Linked DNA regions of Gasterosteus aculeatus: region 2 is linked to region 1. A link is a contact called in public Hi-C data. All regions are on one chromosome and are shown on one strand. Each heading gives the region's core, a stretch centred on a gene start, on an enhancer-like site or on the middle of the called end of the contact. The rest is flanking DNA. Distances are from core to core; before and after follow the strand shown. Region 1 has its middle 8.4 kb from the start of rps15a. Region 2 holds the start of xylt1 (xylosyltransferase I).

The links. A called contact is a pair of places that touch in the nucleus more often than the background predicts.
Region 2: a contact with region 1 is called in a Hi-C map of tail fin, with 2.8 times the contacts expected there. The contact joins the promoter of xylt1 here to the enhancer-like site in region 1. A contact is called at or near these places in 2 of 6 Hi-C or Micro-C datasets (skeletal muscle and tail fin).

What each region holds. Positions count from the first base shown.
Region 1 is chr9:7,100,330-7,106,884 of fGasAcu3.hap1.1, reverse strand. No RefSeq gene overlaps it. Among protein-coding and RNA genes, the nearest start is that of rps15a, 8.4 kb to the right of the region's middle. Within about 2 kb of position 5,099, at least 1 of the 9 cell types and tissues checked has open chromatin away from gene starts, as enhancers often do.
Region 2 is chr9:7,180,062-7,186,530 of fGasAcu3.hap1.1, reverse strand. It overlaps xylt1 (xylosyltransferase I), which reads left to right and starts at 3,111. Exons shown (of 11, transcript XM_040185777.2): 1 at 3,111-3,563. The coding sequence starts at 3,258.

The sequences.
Region 1 (6,555 bases), core at 3,850-6,349:
CTGTGCCAGGACCGGTCTTGACTGGAAGCACCGGGTCTCCGCAGTCCAATATAACCCACTGCTGCTTGTAAATATTATATAAGACTGGGAGGTTGACTAATGAATGCAGGCGCTGTCCAGTTAGGCAGGAACAGGAGGATGATGAAGGCCCAGCTTAACAATAAGGACCTTTAGGAAAGCTGTTGTGTAACCGTGTGTGGGTTTGAGTTTGGAAGGTATATCCTTCATCTGCAGCCTCACAGGCTTATAGAGAAAACAATAGTAAATCACCGTGTTACATAAACCAGATAGAATGGATGATTTGTACGGTTAAATTGCCCTTTGCTCTCTGACTCTTTCTGTTGTGAAATAAATCTGTCTTGATATCCGGCTAACGGCCTTTCTTCCTAGAGAGTGTTGCCCGTGTGTGTGTGTGCACTTGTATTTTTTGACATACTTCAGAGTCCCATACAGTATTTTAATATGTTGTGACGTTTCATTTGGTTTGGAGTACATGAAAAAGCCGCTGGGGGTTCACATGGGAGCTGACTCCGGAGACTCAAGACTCGCTGGAAGCTGACAAAAGTCAAGTATCCTGCTGCTAACTGATGACAACATAGACAAATAGTCATGCCTCCCTCCCTTTGTCATAGATTCTACTCTGGCAGGTTTACAAAATAAAAGCATTAGAGCATTTGTATTTCAAACACCTTCACAGAAACCTGTAGCCTCAAATTGACCCGATTTGCTTCCTCAAAGGAATCTATTCAATAAAAATGCTATTATAGCGTTTACCTCCTCCCCTTGTCATCTTCTCTCCGTAGATGGCAGACCGAGACTGATAGCAAGACAGAAAGACAGTCATTTTGGGTAAATGAACGAATTCAGGAAGGAGCACATTCAACCCCGAGCCGCTGCCTGTTATTCTAACAGAACAAAAAAAACGTCATGAGTCATGAAATGAGAAGGATCAACACATGGAATTGCTCTGTGAAAACAGCCTCCACAATCGAACGCTTCCCGTCTACAGAAGTATAGAAATGTGGTGTCTTGACAAACACAAAAGGTGGATCTTAAAGCTCATAACTGCCATAATGTCCCAGAGGCAGCGCGCTAAAAACGCACCAGCTTGCGTGTGCGACTTGCCAGGAGGAGAGACGGGGAAGGTAGCAGAATTCAAGAGGTGCCGGAGGCAACGCGCCCGAACAAACGTCCACTGGCAGCCGGCGCGTTCTTTACAACTTACAAACTGCATCTTTAAGCAAAGATTAGTTTAAGGATTACAGGGCTGGATGCTTTTAACTCCTTGAGAGTGCTCAATCGCTTTCCTCAGAGAGTTATCCTCTCTCACTTTTCACTCACCCTTTATAGTCGTTAAACAGAATGGAGATGTGTGATAGAGTAGGACGGGAAAGGGAGAGAAAAAAAAACAGAAGAGGCTGATAGAGAGAGAATTAGATCCTCTGACACCCCGCTAATTGAGAGATCTCCTTTGTGCCCGGCCCAGGCTGCCAAGTTTTAATTAGCAGCTAATCAAATCAATATGGAAGCTGTCAAACGGCGAGCAGGGCACCTAGATCCTGAGATGGCGGCCTGGATCGCAGCTGCCTCTGACCTTTGTGTCCGGAGGGTTTTTTTTTTTTCAGGGCTGTAAAATGATGAGGGCCGGCAGCACTGAGGGCCAGCAGGTCTGTTCGTGACAGAAGGACGGAGCCTCTGCAAGGTCCTTTGTCATTACTCAGCTGGTTCCATAATTCGACTGGAGAATCAAAACAGAAAGCTCATGCTAAAACAAAAACAAAAAAGCATTTGATATGGTTTGATGAATCGCACCCTACACCGACACACACACACACACACACACACACACACACACACACACACACACACACACTCCCGTTAAACACACCTGGACCTTCAGCAAACCCTTGAAACGTGTTAATTACAGATGAAATGTTGTGCCATCTTTAGAGGCAGAGCCACTTCTGCCCTCTCGCCTGCTGCAGAAAACTGTCAACACACCATGACCTCCCCCAGAGGCGTCCAGCTGAGTCTGACGTCTTATAAAGCCCCCCACAGCTGCTACCTCTCCCCCTCTGTCAAACACACTTAAATAACACAAACACTTCAAATAAGACAACGTAAAAAGCACGAACATTCGCACGTGGCCCCGGAGCACTGATATTGTTCCCCTGCTTGCGGCCGTGTGTGTGTGTGTGTGTGTGTGTGTGTGTGTGTGTGTGTGTGTGTGTGCGCGCGCGGGCCCTCGGACGATAGTGGTGTTCCTCCTCTCATCAAACACAAAAGTCAAAGCATCCATCCGCTTTAATGGCCCGCGACATTTACGTGTTTCTTTGGCCCACAAAGATAGAATGATGTGAGTGATGTCATCGTTGAGGAGGCTTCAGCAGCAGTGGTTTAGGTAACAAGGGTCGGTCCTCAAACACAACAGCAAACCCGAGCTCACTGTGAGCTACATTTGAATAAACGATCGACAAATTTAAAAATGACTTTGACTAAATACGGCATACGCCAACGGCTACAAACCCACAGCAGAACGTTCTAAAGCAAAGATAAGACAATATGGTGAAGTGAAGGAGGGATGGCAGGCTGAAAAGAATGGTAGCCCTCCAATCAATGCATTTCTAGATAAGATTCTACTCTCTAATGCCTCCAAATCCGGAGATTGCTTGGAGATGTTGAAACTAGTAATACTTTTATAAAAAATCCTGGGCTTTCAGAAGACGGGGTTTTATTTTGAGGTATCTTCATAATCTTTGTAAACAAAATGCTCATGTTTGAGCAGCATTGCAATTAGAAAAAAAGGAAGTTTTATTTCTAGCATACAGAGAATACAGAAAAAAAAAGGAGGATGATTCACCACCGGTGAATCAAGCGACTGGCCATCAAGTTTGAGATGCAGGAGGAAGCTGAGAAGATGCAGCTTTCTGACACTTTGTTCAGCTATGACAGTAAATCTCCAGTTTGATCACTCAAATATTTGACTATATGTTACAAAAATGCAGAGATGAGATGTGACGCAACGCTATAATATGGTTTTGTGAGGGTGATTTGATTCAAATGCATGAAACGACCTGCAAGCTTTAGTCTGCAAAACACCTCTGATGGCTTAGTGAACTAAAACCTGAGAGCAGCTAAGGTGAGATGTGGTTCTAACATTGGAGAAGTTTTTAGGGAGGAGGTCGAGGTGGGGCTGGTTGGATGGAAGCACATTGACACAGGAGACCATTTTACTTTAGTAGACCAGATACGTAGATGTGACCAGATACGTAAAGGCCTCAAGTCTCCGCTGCCTCGTCCTAAGTGAAATCATTCAATATTAATAGAGACGAGAGCGAGACGTCTCCCAGAACTGGAAGGGCAGCCCTCCCGAATAAACAACAACAGAGTTCAGAGAGGTTCCGTCCAGAAGGTTTATTAGCCTCTAGCCTCTATAACTCTATGCAAACTGCAGCAGACCAGAAGACACTAAGATCAGGGAACTTTGAAAGGCTTTATGGTCGTTCCAGAATAAATTCCCTCGGGTCATTTTAAAATGCAATTGAAAGCACTTATTTTGATCAGTTGTGAGTATTGGGGTCTGTTGATATGAAATGTGTTGGATATAACGCCAAGTAACATTACATACTTACTGCTTTATTATTCAAGCCGTAACAGTAATCACTTCTTAGGCTGTGGATTTGCCGCGGCCTCACTGTGCATCATCCACATAGGAGGTCGAAACCGGAGCATAATGCTCAAGGTGATCTACAGCGGACAAATGAGAGGAATAATTAATAACGGCACCTCTTGGCCTCCATGTCATTATATGTACATTAGCAGCTTGTTTTCATTGCCTGCTAATTAACCGTTGCTTGACATGCGCGGAGAGGGACGCCGAGCAGAGTCGCTGCTGCTAAACGATGTCTTCTCCGCAGCAGGATCCCCAGTGATCCACCGGAGATGGGACCTGGAGGAGCACGATGCCCTTGAGGACAGGCAGGGACTCGCAGGGCAGAATGGATGGCTGCATCCACAGCCATAAATTCTCTGCTTCCCGACTCTCTCATTCATCATATGCACACCAGACTCCTCTGCACCATGAATACGCCAACACATGCACGCTTCCCACCCGGCACCCCTGCCTCCCTGGTTTCCCCCTTAGTAAAGAAGGCATACAGACAGAGAGATAGGGCAGAGAGAGAAAAACATGAGATAAGTGTAGCAGGGAAATGACCATATGGCAACGCGCAGCCCTGTAGTTCACCTTGGAAATATGTTCGTATTTGAAGATACAACGGTTCTCCTCTCTCTCTAAACAAAAGATGCATTTTCATTCTCAGCTGGTCACCATTTATACCAGAATTTCCTCTGGTGTTTGTAGATACGCTGCGTGTCGGAGCTGCGTTGGCTGGTGGAATAAATCACATGGCTGGGAGTAGAAGTGCAAAGCAAAGAATGATATCGGCAGCATCATATGGCAACGTGAGCTGTGTGGCGCAGCAATGCATGAGACTGTGTTACCTGCTGAGCCGAGATCGCTTTAATGTTGTTTTTGGTAGGTTTTGTTTGCTTGAGACGGAAGACAGCCCTGTTTGAATTTCATCACATTGTTGTTTGACAGAAACGCTGTGTTTTTTTGCTCAACAAATCAAAATCCGTCAAGCAGTCAGATTTCATTTCCGTTGGATTTCCCCTGCCTTTATTTGATTATTCAAAAAAAAATAGATATATAAAGATATTCACCCGAATTCACTTTGCACATTCACTTTAACTTTTCAGACTGCCTTTGTCTTTCTCCCTCATTTGACTGGGACTCACTGAGTCATTAACGGCGGCGGGCGACAATGCAGAGCGCAATAAAAGAAACGTCGGCCTTTTGACTGAATCCACATTTTGAACTTTTACTGCAATTTCCAATATTAATTCTGTTATCTGCGAATCAATCATAATTAGTCTTGCCAGCCCGGCCTGAAGGCCGTATGAGGAGGAGTGCAGATGATGAACCGTATGTATACTGCCCTCAAGTGGTCGTGGGGGGGGAACTACGGGTATTAGGCCTCTATTAGGCGTCTGTTATACACAGTGCAGCCGGACAAAGGAGCTCTGTGAGGACTGATGACATTATAGCGAGCAGCTAATACGTTTCCAGACTCCAGCGGCCCGTCTCTCGGCTTTCCGTGGTAATGGAGGTGATGTTTGCACAAGGACCTCGGTGTCAACTGTAAAATGCTTTCTTCCTGCAAGGAATTCACAGCTCTGAATCGCTTCGCTCGAGGTCCATCCACGTCACGCCGGGAAAGAAGACAAGAGGCCGAAGCATCCCACGGCCCTCTCGTTGGCTTTGTACCATCCTACGGTAATGGGAGGGTTTGGCAAGAGGAACAATCATCTGAAAACTGTTTCAACACCTGGAGAGACGCAGCTTCAAACGTCTCCCATTCCCACTCTGACATGAATTTCAGAGCATTGGTTCAATTCAGCAACATATGATGTGCTTGACTACGTTTTCTTTGTGACCTTTTCATTCTTTTTGTTAAATTCCTTCAGAATTGAATTGTTCAACCATCTTTCTTTCAGTTAGTTGCTCAGATCCCAACCTATCAGAAACTATTTAACATATCAGCATGGTATCAAACACGTTATTTTCCAGTCTGCCTCTGGCTCTTTCTATCAAAGCAAGCCAAACGACACGCTTTTCTTTTTTTCTTCTTTCCTTCCGTATTAATGTATTCTATTTGTTTTGGAGAGCGGCGCGTCGTCTCCTCCCCTCCTCAGCGGTGCTCTGACCCCTTCAGGCCGACCTCAGGGATCCAGCTGACATGTGGTGCGTACTGCAGAAACGCGCTGCGGGCCGCCTGGCTGTGGGTCCCGGTGCCCAGATGTGCGCACGGCTGCACGTTGTCTTCAGAAGTACGGCGTGACACTGTGGCAGAATCAACGAGAGGTTTGCAGGAACCGGTGCGGCCTTTTTCTCCCGATGGGCTCCTCCTGACCTCAGGTCGTCCTCCTCAAGCCGTTTGGTCCCTGTACTCTGTGAGGCTGAGGTGCTGCTGGTGCTTCTTAAGGCCACAACCCATCAGCTAAAATGGGTCTGAAGTGTCCTCGCCCTGCAATGTCTAAGCTTAATTTGGGCAGCCAATCAGTAAAAATAGACCAGTGACTCCTTCACAGAAAGCTTTTGTGCTGCTTTTCACTGCTGCTTCATGAGTGTTTGAGCCGTTAAACGACCAGGTGGCCGTTGCAGTTTATGGAGAAAATGGCAACAAAGAGAAAGGAAACAGTCAGTTGGGTGTTTTGTAAAATAATTAGTCATTTCTGGCGTTCTCATTTCTTTTGAAACGCTGGCAGAAGCCACGGCTGGCTTGGGAGATGGTGTTCATTGAACTCAGCTAAAGAAAAACACAAATATTGCAAATTAATTATTTAAAAACTTTCATAGATTTCAGTATCTACGATAGCGCAGGAAATGCTGTTTAAAAAATAAGATTCAGGTAAATGTGGCTATTCAGTCCATACAACAACGAGAAAAGCAGCAACATACAAGTGTGCAGGAATACTTATGGAATCGTCACT
Region 2 (6,469 bases), core at 1,862-4,361, 82 kb before region 1:
AGCTATTGTTAGAAGCCCAAAAGTAATTCTGCCAATGAGAGGAGTGTCTAATTGCCTTGTCGATTTGAGAACCACAAGGTCAGCGCACTCTGACAGAAATATCTGCCTTTGTCTCCTGCAGAGCAGTTTGTTTTGAGCTTTGCTTTTAGTGCTTTGTCTGCGTGTCAGCTGAGAAATGGCTGGAGATGAAAAACCACAGAACGGCTCTTTTAATAACAACTTAGTTTTCTGTGTTTCAGCAGCCACTACAGTATATAATTCACTTCCCAGCTCAAGGCTTCACATATGCTAAACTTTGTCTGGTGTCACATCTAGCAATTTTCTTGTTTTTGTCCCCCAATTACGTTATTTTCCCTGTCATTCAACATGTAACCAGCTATCAAAGTGTCAGAAAGCTGCATCTGCTGTCCGTGTCAGGACTACAATCTTATTTTTTCACCTCGGTTGCTTGTTGCTCAGAAACAAACAGAGCAACAACGGCTTTGACCGGGAACAGCTTTTATGAGGGTGTCAGTGTGTGTTTTTTCAGCACTATTCAATTAAGTGTTGACCGTATTGTCTTTCTTTAGTGTAAATAATGCTACACATGTTGTCTGTGTGGAAGCTTTCTGAACGTTGAATTGCAATTCACGGGGAACAGAGTCAGCAAAGGACACAACAGCGAGCACATCAATTCAAAGTGTTTCTCCTGAGGTTCATTCAAATCTATTTCAATTTGGCTTTTTTGTTTGCTAATAGTCATTTATACCATCTGCAGACTTTAGCCCAAAGCTCATTTACTTGTTCAACACAACAGAATAAACATGATAAATGCCTCAATGTGGGTTTCATTCACTTATCAACAAAGAGTCTGATGTAACCGTCCCTGGAGTGTCAGATCTCAGCAACATTACAGCAATTTTATTAAGAGCTTTCAGTTCTTGCTTGAATGTAAATGAAACCGTGACCTTAACATCACACACAAGTCTTATTTGACTGGGAAGGCCAACCAATGCCGGCGTTTGAAACAGTAGTTGGAGCTTTCACATTAGCATGCTCAAAGCCTTTAAATAAATATCACAGCCAGGGTGGAGGGAAGAACAATGGTGTCCTCGCGGGGGGGGGTTGGTTTAGTGTGCTCAGGCTTCACCCACTTGGTGATAACCCTTTGAACACAGTGGAACATTTAGCTGCCTGAGAGCCAGAAAAGAAGTTGGAGGTTGGAGACCCGAGTAGAGCTAAACAGTGTGAATGTTTGACTTAATTCACCAGGATGAATCCAAATGAATGCTGATGAACGCTAACGTTGCTCTGTGTCCCTCGCCGCAGGGGGTGGGGAACCTTTGGCAATGGTGGCATGTAACTTAAAAGTCAACCTGCAATAATTGTTAAACAGAGTTTAAACTGTTTGACAAGAAACTTAATGAATAGCCCAAGTGTTGAAGGGCTAACTCATCTGCACGACAAATGAACTCTCTCACAGCCGTTGGCGTGGCTTGATGTGGTAGTTTGAGCGTTTTTTCCCACCAAACTGATTTGCTGGCACTTGTTGCCTTCTTTGTAGAATCTGCGTCTAGAATCAGTGTATTGCTGATGAACAACAATGGTAGAACGTTGTTAAAGGTTAATGATTTCCGATGAGATATGGATGTTTTCATAAGGATGGCAGCCTTCATGTTTACTGCTTACATTTGTTATTATTATGTCCTGCATTTAGTGGAATCATTTTTTTTAACACTGATGTGGTGTTATAATTAAACCTCATTTTTATTATGATATTGGTGCGGCAAACGGTTAAGCTCCTTATCACACGCATTTCCATAAGACTCCATCATATAAACACAATAGGACGTTCTAATATTAATTCACAGATTGATACCCCAGACGCGCACACACTCATGTATATACAGTTGTTGATTTTGAAAAGCAAGTTTCATCAAGTTTTGAAAGTGTTCTAAACAGCAGGTCTGAAAACAATCCTTTTCATTGGAAAATGTGTCATCATGCAGTCTGTCCATTGTATTAGCAATATATTGAAGTATATGTAACGCTGGATGAAGTGCGGGATGAGTGTGCTTTCAGAGGTGTGCACTAAAACACGATGTGTGTTGCAGGCCTCACTCATGACCTTTGGAGGCAATTTGCTGATTCAGTGCTCGAGAGGAGGCAGTTTTGGGTGACATCACTTCAGTTCTTATTCTAACTCAGGTTAGATTCAGTACTTGAGTCACAGGTTTAGATTTGCATTTCTTTTTGCACTTCCCAGTAGGTGCACTGGGACCACCACAGAAATGATGGTGAAGGAGCCATGTTTTCTATGTTTAAATATTACAGCCTATTTCGCTCTGATCAAATATTTGATATAGGGATGTTGTGGATGTATACTGGATACAACAATTGAATTTGCTGAAGTACCGACATTACCAGATGTAAATCTATGGGAAAGTATTTTCAGGCCCACAGGCATCATGTGACAGACTTGAACGTGGCGAAGATGTGGTTTGGCCACTATGTACAGATAATGTTTGAAAGCTCTGCACTCTTGGCTTGGGGGATGTTGGAGTGGTAAAAAAACAACAACAAGAAAAACCAAACACAGCACAGTTTTACTCCTGGGATTGCAGAGGAATTTCAATTTTAGCTCTGAGCATTGGGAGGGAACCGCTCCGCCTCACAGTTAGCTGCGAGAACAAATGCAGGCAAACCCGGGCAGTGTCTCTGAATTCATACCAGCTCCACCGCACGGCGGGGAACAAAAAGTACATTCTTCTCTTGGATTTCAGTTACTAAAGAGCCAGTTGAAATGCCACCAGTCGGGTGTTAAACGGAAACAATCTGCGTGTGAATTAGTCAGAAGGTGCTTGGGGCAACATAACATCAAGAGACCCAGCATTCTGCCCCTGTGGACCCCTGGAGGCCTCATAATTCTGCTGCTCTCTGCCTTGTAATCATCTGTTTTAAGCATTGCAAATGAGGACATTTGCGAGTCGTAGTGAGGGTCCTCTTGGATGGAGGGAAATGCACGGTCTCCCCCCCCCCTCGGCTATAGAAGAGCAGACAGAAGAGCAGCCTGGCGCATCACAAAGACTCTCACAATGAGTACCGCCACACGGTGGCCCTGTGCCGCTCCTTCTCCGCCACCGTCAGCTCAGCCTCACTCCCCCCTCCTCCTCCTCCTCCTCTTCCCCGTCCTCCCTCCCCTACTTCCACTCCTTCCTCCCGTCGCGCTGCGCACAGCCACAGACGGTCCTCCAGCGTCCGTGCGCCACGGTGCGAAGATGGTCGGCGGCGTGTGCGCTCGCAGGTTGGCCCGCCGGTCGCGGTCCGCCCTGATAGTCGCCCTCACGGTGCTGCTGGTCCAGACTCTGATAGTGTGGAACTTCAGCAGCCTCGACTCCGGCGAAGAGAGGGAGAACGGAGGCTCCACCGCGCGGCAGAAGAGGGACCGGGTGGCGGGCAACAAAGCCGCTGGCAGCGACTATTTCCAGCACGGACTCCAGCAGCAGCAGCAGCAGCAGCCGCCGCGGCAGCAGCAGCATCTTCCTCCGCCAGGGAAGGGGACGTCTCGCCACATACAGCAGCCGGTGAGACAGATGCGCCGCCGATGTTAGTCATGTCATATCCACGGAGAAAGAAAAAAAAAAGAAGCCCGACAAGAGGTTGGCAGACGGGTCAAAACATCCCCCCTTGGTTTGCGCTCTTGTGGCAGAAGAGCGCACGGCCGGGCCTCGGGAAAATGAATTCACGTGTGACTGGTGTCACTTGAATGGAGGCTCCCTCGCGTGGGAAGCGAGAGGACGTCTTAAGCCTCACGGATGCGCGCTGGCCGAGGACGCGAGCCACATTGCGCCGGTCGAATTGAACGCGGACTTCGGGTGTTTTGTGCCGGAGCCGAGCAGGGAAATCCGAACTCAGCGGTGTTCATTTCACCGCGGTGCAAAACGAAAGCGCAGCAATGCAAATCCTTCCCCAAGATAGAGGCTGCGAGGGTGCATGGGTGGCAGGGTTTGGAGCTAATGCCTGTCACGGTCCATTTGGTATTTTAAGCCAAGTACAGTAGCTGCATGGCTCAGCATCAGATTGTCATCTGTTTTTTCTGAAAAACACAAACGGCTTTATTGATAGTGGCAGCACAAGACACACACACACACACGCACACACACACAGGTCAAGATGGATGTGATTGTGGTGTCAAAGCCAAACATACAGCCCCGGCACAGTGAATAAATTGGGTTAAAGACAGCCCGGGGAACTGTGTCCATTCGGAAGCACATGCCATGTTTTAACACTTAAGAGTTGGCTCCGTAAGATCCCAAAGGGGTATTTGGAGACTCCCCTGACCGCTCCCAGTGGCCTGAAGCCTACACGCGAAACTATTCAGTAGGCTTCTGTGCAGCGTGTGATTAATTTCCCAACCTCATTCCTGCAATCAAAATTCTCTAAATTTGAGCTTTTTGCCTGCGTGGTCTCCCGAGTCGTTAGGCTACCCAAAAGAAATTGGACACATTTATTCCTGGCAAGCTTCCACTTCACAAAAGCTGCCAGCCCTTCAAGTAAAGCCTACTCCTCAGCCGCCATGCAACCAGTAGATAACCGGCTTTGATGTAGCATGATACACTGTGGCCTCCGCGCTCAGTCGCTCACTCAAAACCGTGCACTGTATCATCTGTCTCCTCCGCGCGTTTGACAGTGACTCACTCGCTTCATCCGGTAGGACTATTTGTCCCACCTGCCGGCATCTCGACAGCACAAAGTCCCGCTAATTACCGGTTATGTTTGAGTCTGTTTCTGGTCAGGAGGAGAACCCTCTGTGATATCACTGTAATAGTCCAGCAGGGACTCATTAGTGAGTTTACATTATAACACTTATGGGCATCGTTTATGAAATGAATGCAATGTTCCTGCAAGGACTGGAGTATGAATTAGTAACGCGGTGACGTAACGCGGGCCGGGGATCAGTTGTGTCGGTACCTAGTCACGCTGCGTCAACGCCGGTTTGTCCAAATGCGTCTCACTGTTAAAACACACAGCGCATCTGCGCTCATGACCTTTTAAAGAAGGGCTGTCGTCCCCTATCGCCTCGCGGGCCTTCACACAGTCCTGTACGCCAGTCAGTCCCACCAGCCAGTCACGCTGTCAACCAGCTTCCCGCGGCCCCCGGGACCCCTTACATCCCGCCGCCCGCCGCATAAACTCCCTTTAAAGGGTTAAACACTATTTTTTGGTGTGTATTGTGTGTGTTTGTGTGTTTGTGCGTGTGGCTTTGCAAGGCCGAGTTGTCCAACCTTAGGGTGACGGAGAAGCGCCAACTGATGCTACATGAGCCGCCACCACCACTGAGAGAGGGAATAGAATAGAATAGAAAGAGCCAGAAGCTACAGCCTGACAATTGTATCATTTCTATGTCTATTAACTTGTTTTGGATGGAAACATTATGCTTTGGATGCGTCATCCCAGCAGACAGGGGCTACAGTTGTCATTAGTGTTCCCCCGTTGTGTCTCTTGAGGGAAAAGCTACCACAGAGGGAAGATGTTTTCTTCTGTAGTCCAACAGAGAGCACAGCTTGGTGTTCACATCTCCACATGCCTTCTGTATCTGGAGATATAACGTGCATGAGTTACTGGGTTAGCTGTGAGTTAAAGGGACTGTTCACCCCCAAATACATTGTGCGGGTTGCCTAGTCTTGGAGACGTCTGCCATCTCTCCAGATGCACACCGTGGACGCTATGGCACTCGGCTTAAAGCGCCCCAAAAATACATTTTGAAAAGCTCAACAGTGATGTCTCTTTTCAGAAATTAAGCCCTGTTTACTCAAGATTATCCAGAAGCCTCGTTGTGAGAAACTTCTTATGGATTAAAGTCTGTGAATATTTTTATCTACAGGTGAGCGGAAAAATACTGTCTCCGTCTCTCATTTTGTAGAGAACTCTTTCTCTCTCTCGCCCGTACCTGTTGCAGATTCCCCGTTAGACATTTACAAACTGGTTTATTAGCCTCTTTAGAATAGTTTTTCCTGATTTAACTTAATTACAGGAGACATAGCTTTGCAGTTATTAATAATAGGTGCTTATTTAGGCGGTCGCGAAAACGGTTAATGTGCCTGAATGACGCCAACCCACTTCAGCAGGAGGCTGAGTCAGTCTTTTTGAATCACGTCTGGCTCCCAGCTTCACATCTGGCCAGCAGCGGCCTCTTTCCATCTGCTGCTCGTAGTCATATACTGTCATAATCCCCACGGCCCCAGCGGGTGTCCAGCTCACACACGTTGTAAAGAGTTTTCCTGTTAGTCATGGTATTGGTACATGACTCTGATGTACACTTTTCCCATTGAACTTGAGTTTTTCTAATGGTTTCCCATGTCAAAGATTACTATCTGTCTAAGAATGCACATTTACCACCGTCTTTTCTACACCTTTCCACAGCCTACAGTTATACTGTACTGAGCTGGGCCACAAAATATTGTACACAATATTGTATTATAGAGATACA